Linked DNA regions of Zea mays: region 1 is linked to region 2. A link is a contact called in public Hi-C data. All regions are on one chromosome and are shown on one strand. Each heading gives the region's core, a stretch centred on a gene start, on an enhancer-like site or on the middle of the called end of the contact. The rest is flanking DNA. Distances are from core to core; before and after follow the strand shown.

Region 1 (3,255 bases), core at 445-2,944, 130 kb before region 2:
AATAATAGAGTTAGAGTTTTTGTTTGTCAAAATACTCTTAATTGCTCTCATTGTCAAAAGTTGGTCTCCTGTGTGGAGAAGGTTTAATTATGAGAAAAAGGGGGAGTTTTTGAATCCTTGATCAATTTCTCGTGAAATATCTCTCTTTATGTTTCAACATGTGTGTTTGACTTAGAGATAGGAAATTGAGTTTGATTTGAAAAAACAAACCAAGTGGTGGCAAAGAATGATCCATATATGCCAAATTTGATTCAAAACAAATTTGAGTTCTTATTTGAATTGATTTTGTACTTGTTCTACTTGCTTTATGTTGTGTTGGCATAAATCACCAAAAAGGGGGAGATTGAAAGGGAAATGTGCCCTTGGGCCATTTCTAAGTGTTTTGGTGATTTAGTGTCCAACACAAGTGCCTAAGTGTCAAATGGTGGACAAAGTACAAATCAAGTACAAAGGTATGTTTCTCAGACTTAGTACATTGTTTTAGAGACTAATGTATTGTGTCTAAGTGCTGGAAACAGGAGAAAACAAATTGGAGAGAGATAGCTTTGTTTCAGCCAAAGCCAGCTCTGTCTGGGTGCACCGGACTGTCCGGTGGTGCACCGGACAGTGTCCGGTGCGCCAGACTGGCTCAGGCGAACTTGCTGCTCTCGAGAAGAAATTAACGGCGTACGGCTATAATTCACCGGACTGTCCGGTGAGCCAACGGTCGGCTGCGCGATCTGCGCGAGACACGTGGCCGAGCCAACGGTCGGGAGGGGGCACCGGACTGTCCGGTGTGCACCGGACATTGTCTGGTGCGCCAACGGCTCCAAGGCTGCCAACGGTCGGCTTCGCCAAATAAGGAAGGAAATCCGCACCGGACAGTGTCCGGTGGTGCACCGGACTGTCCGGTGCGCCAGGCGACAGAAGGCAAGAATTGCCTTCCCGGATTGCTCTCAACGGCTCCTAGCTGCCTTGGGCTATAAAAGGGACCCCTAGGCGCATGGAGGAGAACACCAAGCATTCTTTGAGCACTCTTGATCACTCACACTCCATTCTTGCGCACTTGTTCGACATTCTAGTGATTTGAGCTCCGTTCTAGTGTGCTAGTCTTTTGAGCTTAAGTCTGGGTCTTTTGTGTGCGTATTTGCTGTAATCTTTGTGTCTTGTGTGAGTTGCTAATCCCTCCCTTACTCCGTGCTTCTCTGTGAACATCTCTGTAAGGGCGAGAGACTCCAAGTTGTGGAGATTCCTTGCGAACGGGATATAGAAAAGAAAAGCAAACACCGTGGTATTCAAGTAGGTCTTTGGACCGCTTGAGAGGGGTTGATTGCAACCCTCGTCTGTTGGGACGCCACAACGTGGAAGTAGACAAGTGTTGTACTTGGCCGAACCACGGGATAAACCACTGTGTCTACCTGTGTTGATTCTCTTGTGGTTATTGTGTTTCGCTAAGACTCTTCTCTAGCCACTTGGCAGTACTGTGCTAACGCTTAACCAAGTTTTTGTGGTATTAAGTTCAAGTTTTACAGGATCACCTATTCACCCCTCTAGGTGCTTTCAGTACTGTTGTACTTATGAATATATATTTATATAATCTAGACTATAAGACAGCTACATATAAATTATAATATATTTAAATTATATAATTTAAATTATAATTTAGATTATATAATCTATAAGCTGAAATGGGCAGAGAAAACCCAGCCGTACCCACCAAACTCAGACCCACACACTGAAATTCCCCTAAAATCACTACGGACCACTTCACCGGCGGCTCGCCGTACTCCGCCGCCGTAAACCGATGACCCTTTCATTAGGCTTGTTGCGGTCAGGCCTCCTCAACCGGCGCATCAACCAACCGGCGAATCAAGTCCTTCGCCTCCACCTCGCATTCTCCTCCGCCTCGCCGTCCCCGTCCGACCCCTCCGCCGCCGCCGCCGGCCCCCAGACCACCATCAGGGAAGGGAAAGTGGAAATATTTTTGGACGAGTCCAACTCAGTCTTCTACAACAAGACCCAGGTTTGTGTTCTTCGAATTTTTACATTCCATTTTCTAGGAAGGTTTATGTTCTTCGAATTTTTACATTCCATTTTCTAGGAACAAAATGATACTCCGTATTTTAAATGGATGTCATCGATTTATTCAAGCAAGATTTATCTTTTAGCGTAGAAGCGGAGTGGTCGAAGAGCAATCTGGTACCTTTTATATTCTCAGCGTTTAGCTCCAATTCAAACTAGGGTTGCTAATGTTGCTCTTAATTTGCTATGTGAACTATGAGATTTAGACGCTTAGTGTTGTGATTTTTTTTCTAGCACATTCCGCTCAGCAATTATTAGTTTTACAGTACTTTAGGTCCCAGAAGTTGTCTTTAGCTGCCGATGGTTTGAATATTTATGCAAAAATGGCTTCAGAGTGGTGTTTTTGTTATAATTTATAGCTATCTTAAGAGAAAGCTTCTCTTGCTAGGTTAACAATAGAGATATTTCCATTGCTGTATTGAGATCATTTATTTTGAAAAGACATGAAGAATATGCTGCCCGATCAAGAAAAGGTATTTCGCTCGCACCAGTAACGATATTTTACTTGTACGCCAGTATACTTCAACTCCTTTCGACTGGACAGACAATACTGAAATACTGCAAAATGTGATAGCAGGACCAGGAGACACTACATTGAGTGCGCAAGCTAAGTATAAAGAGCCGAAAGTTCTTGAGGTGGGTTTCTTTTTTGGTTTCTACTATTATACATTTATACCCCCTACATTTAAATGGTAATTAGTGCAATATTTCACCTTTTCACCCCTTTGAATGTTTCTAGTGGTGCCTACTGTAATATCTGTATGCTGTATTCTTCTATGAGGATATGATCGGTAGTTTGTTACATAATTTCTGATTAGTTATGAGTTTATATGATGTCCCCATATATGTTTGAAAGAATATGTTTCTGCTGCTCCTTCTGAAATAATTTGCTACTAATTTGATTCATCTGCTTTCAGTAAACAATCAATGTTCTGCTGGTATAAACAATGCTGATCCTACCATTTTGGATTCCTGTCTTGATGATTTTTGCAGGCATTAGCTGCATCAGGGCTAAGAGCCATTAGGTATGCTGTTGAGGTAGATGGAATTGGTGAAGTTACTGCTGTTGACAATAATGAAGGTGCATTGTTTTGCTTCAGCATTATAGATATTTTATAGACAGAAGTACAAAACTTATATTTTATTTGACTGATTCGAGATACTTGCTAAACTGTAGCCGCTGTAGAAGCCTGC
Region 2 (3,323 bases), core at 247-2,746:
TTATTACCACATTGCAGGATTTATAATTTGTAGATACCACAATAGCATCTTTATGCATCATTACATGCATTAAAACAAATGCTAGGAACAAAACTGTTTAGAGCAACTTAAATAACCTATGGTCCAGCTGGAGTAAGAGATTCACTCATCAATCAATATTTCTATCGTGATGTCTAGAGTAAGAGATTCACTCATCAATCAATATTTCTATCGTGATGTCTAGAGTAAGAGATGCCCTTATCCACCAGCAGCTCTATCGTGAAATCATTCAATCTTGACTTTCTAGTGAAGCATAACATACCATAAACTGTAGAATAGCGTGTGAACAAAATTAGGAGAAGTAAAGCCTAGATGTTCACAAGATGATTATATTTAGTCTCACCTTCGTGCTGTCATCTAGCTTTTGCTTTTCTCGCTTTCAAAGTATTTGAGGACACCATACCCAACCGTACCAGCCAAAAACAGAACAACTGTTGGAGTGAACGATGGATAAAGGTACTTAACAAAGAAGCTGTCATATTCCTCTGGCAGAAAACCTGCATGACATACAAGTTCAAAACATGACTACTTGGCTCAGCAGTTCTGCAGTACCAAAAGCTTTCACAACTTAACTAGTAGTTTTATGCTTTCTTTGATAGTTTTGTGCATCATGCTACACTCAGATTCATGTCGCTGATTACTTCAATGTATCATTGGTTCAGGATTCAGGAATTGCACCTGGCAATTCCAGAGTTGCGATGATCGCTGCACCAATATGTTACATTTGAAGATTTCTCATGTCTTGAGTACTATAATGCGATTTATGAAAGGTAAAAAAAGCCACCAGTGACTATTTATGAAAGGTAAAAAGCTGCCATGTGAGCTAAAAAACTACCACAATGCCACCACCATGACAATTTTGTTCAATTCATCAATAGTTGACAGAATAATAGCACCATCCCTTGTGTTAATATAGTCATATGTACGCACAAAGTTCCTCAATTGGGGAGACTACAGTCATATTCTAAACTGAATTCACCAACAGTCCACCATAATCAAAGTGAGTGCAGCACTGTAAGTTGGAGACCAAATTGCTAGTACGTATATTACCGGAGGCGGCGAGTGCGATGCCCTCGACAAGGATGATGATGCCTAGCCCAAGCCAGGCGAGGAGGAAGGCGTTCTCGTTGGCCTGCCGCTGCCGTAGCTCCTCCTCCGTGGGCCCCTTCCCACCGGCGCCCCCGGCCCTGGACGCCGCCTCATTCTTCTGCTGCTGGAATATGGAGGCGCTTCCCGGCGGCGCGCGGCGGACCACGGGCGCTGGAGGCTCCAGCGCCTTGGTGTCCTTGCCCTTGCTGCCGCTCTTGGGCTTCTTGCCCTTCTTGCTCCCCGAGCTCGAGGAAGAGGCGGTGACGCGGAACACGGGCGGCGCTCGGAGGAGGGTCACGCCGGCGCCGGGGAGGAGCGCGGGGGAGAGGGACGCCATGGCCACGGCGACGGCGCGCGGCTTATCCGACAGTTTGAGGGGGAGATGACGAGGTGAGTTTGTGGGCCGGGCCGGAGAGAGGGATGGACGCGTGTTTCGTGGGCCATGGCTTCCTTTCATTCTTATATCCAGGAAATCCAATTTAACTCCCTCGTCTCATTTTGCTCGTTGAATTCCAAAATCAGAAGAATTTTTTTTGGCATCCCTCGCCTTTTAAAAAACAATTGTTTTTCACCTATAGTGGTTTTACTGATGTGGTGATCCATATCATATGGGCTAAACTAAGTTAAAAGTTTGAGAAGACAAATCAGATATATTTTAAAAAAATCCAAAGAAATAAAAAATGTTTCATTTTTCTTTTTTAGACCAAAACCTATATAGGATGACATCCTTTCGTTTTGAAGTATGCCATTACATGTTTTCATATAAACTCAGTTAGGCGCTGTTTGTAAAAGATATTAACTGAAGATGATGTTTAAAATGCGTGGTTTTAATATTCGATGATGTACATGTTTTACAAGTGTCCTTACGGCCAAGGCGACAAGCTCTCTAGCCACGCTAGACGTGCTCGGATCACTACCCGCGACGTGTCAGCTCGTGCAGCAAGAAAAATCTGTGTTGGAGAAGTACCAACAATATGGGTGGCAGACACAAGGGGGGGCAAAAATATAGCACAGAGCACGCAAAAAAAAAAGCACGGATGCTGCCACTCACGACGGCCGACCGGCCCGACCCGATTAGTGGTGGCGATGTGACGCCGCCGGCGAGGGGGGGAGTGGGGCACCAAAGCGAGTCGCGAGCCGACGTGGCGGCGCGGCGTTGGACGGGAGTGAGATTTGGGCCCCCACCGGAATCGACGCGCGCCACCGGCAGCCTCAGCCCCCAGATCCCCTTATCGCTTTGGGGTTGGGCTGGGCTTGTCGCGGCAGTGCATGCGCCCGGTCCATGGGCTGCTGCATCGTACGGCCACAAGACAAGAGCGCCCCTTTCATCAAATGAAAAAAGAAAAGAAAAGTGAGTTTCTTTTGTCTCACTAATATTTTTTTTGGGTTCTATTATATCCCCTTATCGCTTTTGTGGGATATATCCAACATGGGAGAGGAGGGGAATTGAGAAAGAGTACGTGACTGACTCTAGGGTGATTTAGTCAATTAGTCTCAGCCAAGAACAATGACGTATCGTAGAAGCATAGGATCGGAAGGGTTTACCGAGTTGACCACCCACCAAATCGCATGTTTGAATAACACTCTCCATGTAAAATACTACCTCGGTTCCTGAATAAACAAATCAATTTTCTAGGAGCTGATCCAACATGTAAGATTGGTCCGATTCCCCCCCCCCCCCCCCCCCCCCTTTTTGCTCTAGGAGCTGATTTATTTGGACGAAGATTTTGTTTTTTCCACACCTAATCAAACGTCATGTTGCTACGGACTAATAGTTATGCATGGCCCTTTTTGTGTAGTTTGGCAAGCCTAGAAGCCACGGGCATAGCATATTCCTTTTAGCTGTGTACCCTTTGTGCCTTTAAGGAACAACACGGGGAGTCGGGGATACATGGAATGCTTAGGAAAGCGACTTCACAACCAACAGCTAATGAGATGATGCGGTAAGTAAGCACACACCATCAGCACGCTATTATAATCTATAATACATGAGTTAGAACACCAAAGGGCAAACCATACCTTTTCTTTTCTTTTTTAACAAAAAAATGATGAAACGCTTAAGTCCTAACCAATAAACAAATGCCCACCAGACTCAGCTCTTGTTTTTGTTTACCATATCACGTAGCATCCACGCAGCTCTGCGAACTCCAAATAAAGTAGGGTGGGATTGATTATTTAAACTCTGCAAAGTACAA

What was found. Hi-C and Micro-C count contacts between places; a contact is called where the count stands out from the background.
Region 1: a contact with region 2 is called in a Hi-C map of ear, with 2.9 times the contacts expected there. The contact joins the promoter of LOC100274276 here to the promoter of LOC100278883 in region 2. A contact is called at or near these places in 4 of 25 Hi-C or Micro-C datasets (ear, endosperm, leaf and 1 more).

What each region holds. Positions count from the first base shown.
Region 1 is chr5:74,832,123-74,835,377 of Zm-B73-REFERENCE-NAM-5.0, reverse strand. It overlaps LOC100274276, which reads left to right and starts at 1,694. Exons shown (of 13, transcript NM_001360566.1): 1 at 1,694-2,002; 2 at 2,450-2,534; 3 at 2,636-2,697; 4 at 3,055-3,142; 5 at 3,239-3,255. The coding sequence starts at 1,784.
Region 2 is chr5:74,703,752-74,707,074 of Zm-B73-REFERENCE-NAM-5.0, reverse strand. It overlaps LOC100278883 (Protein LOW PSII ACCUMULATION 2 chloroplastic), which reads right to left and starts at 1,496. Exons shown (of 3, transcript NM_001152015.1): 1 at 1,090-1,496; 2 at 383-536. The coding sequence starts at 1,465. The coding sequence ends at 397.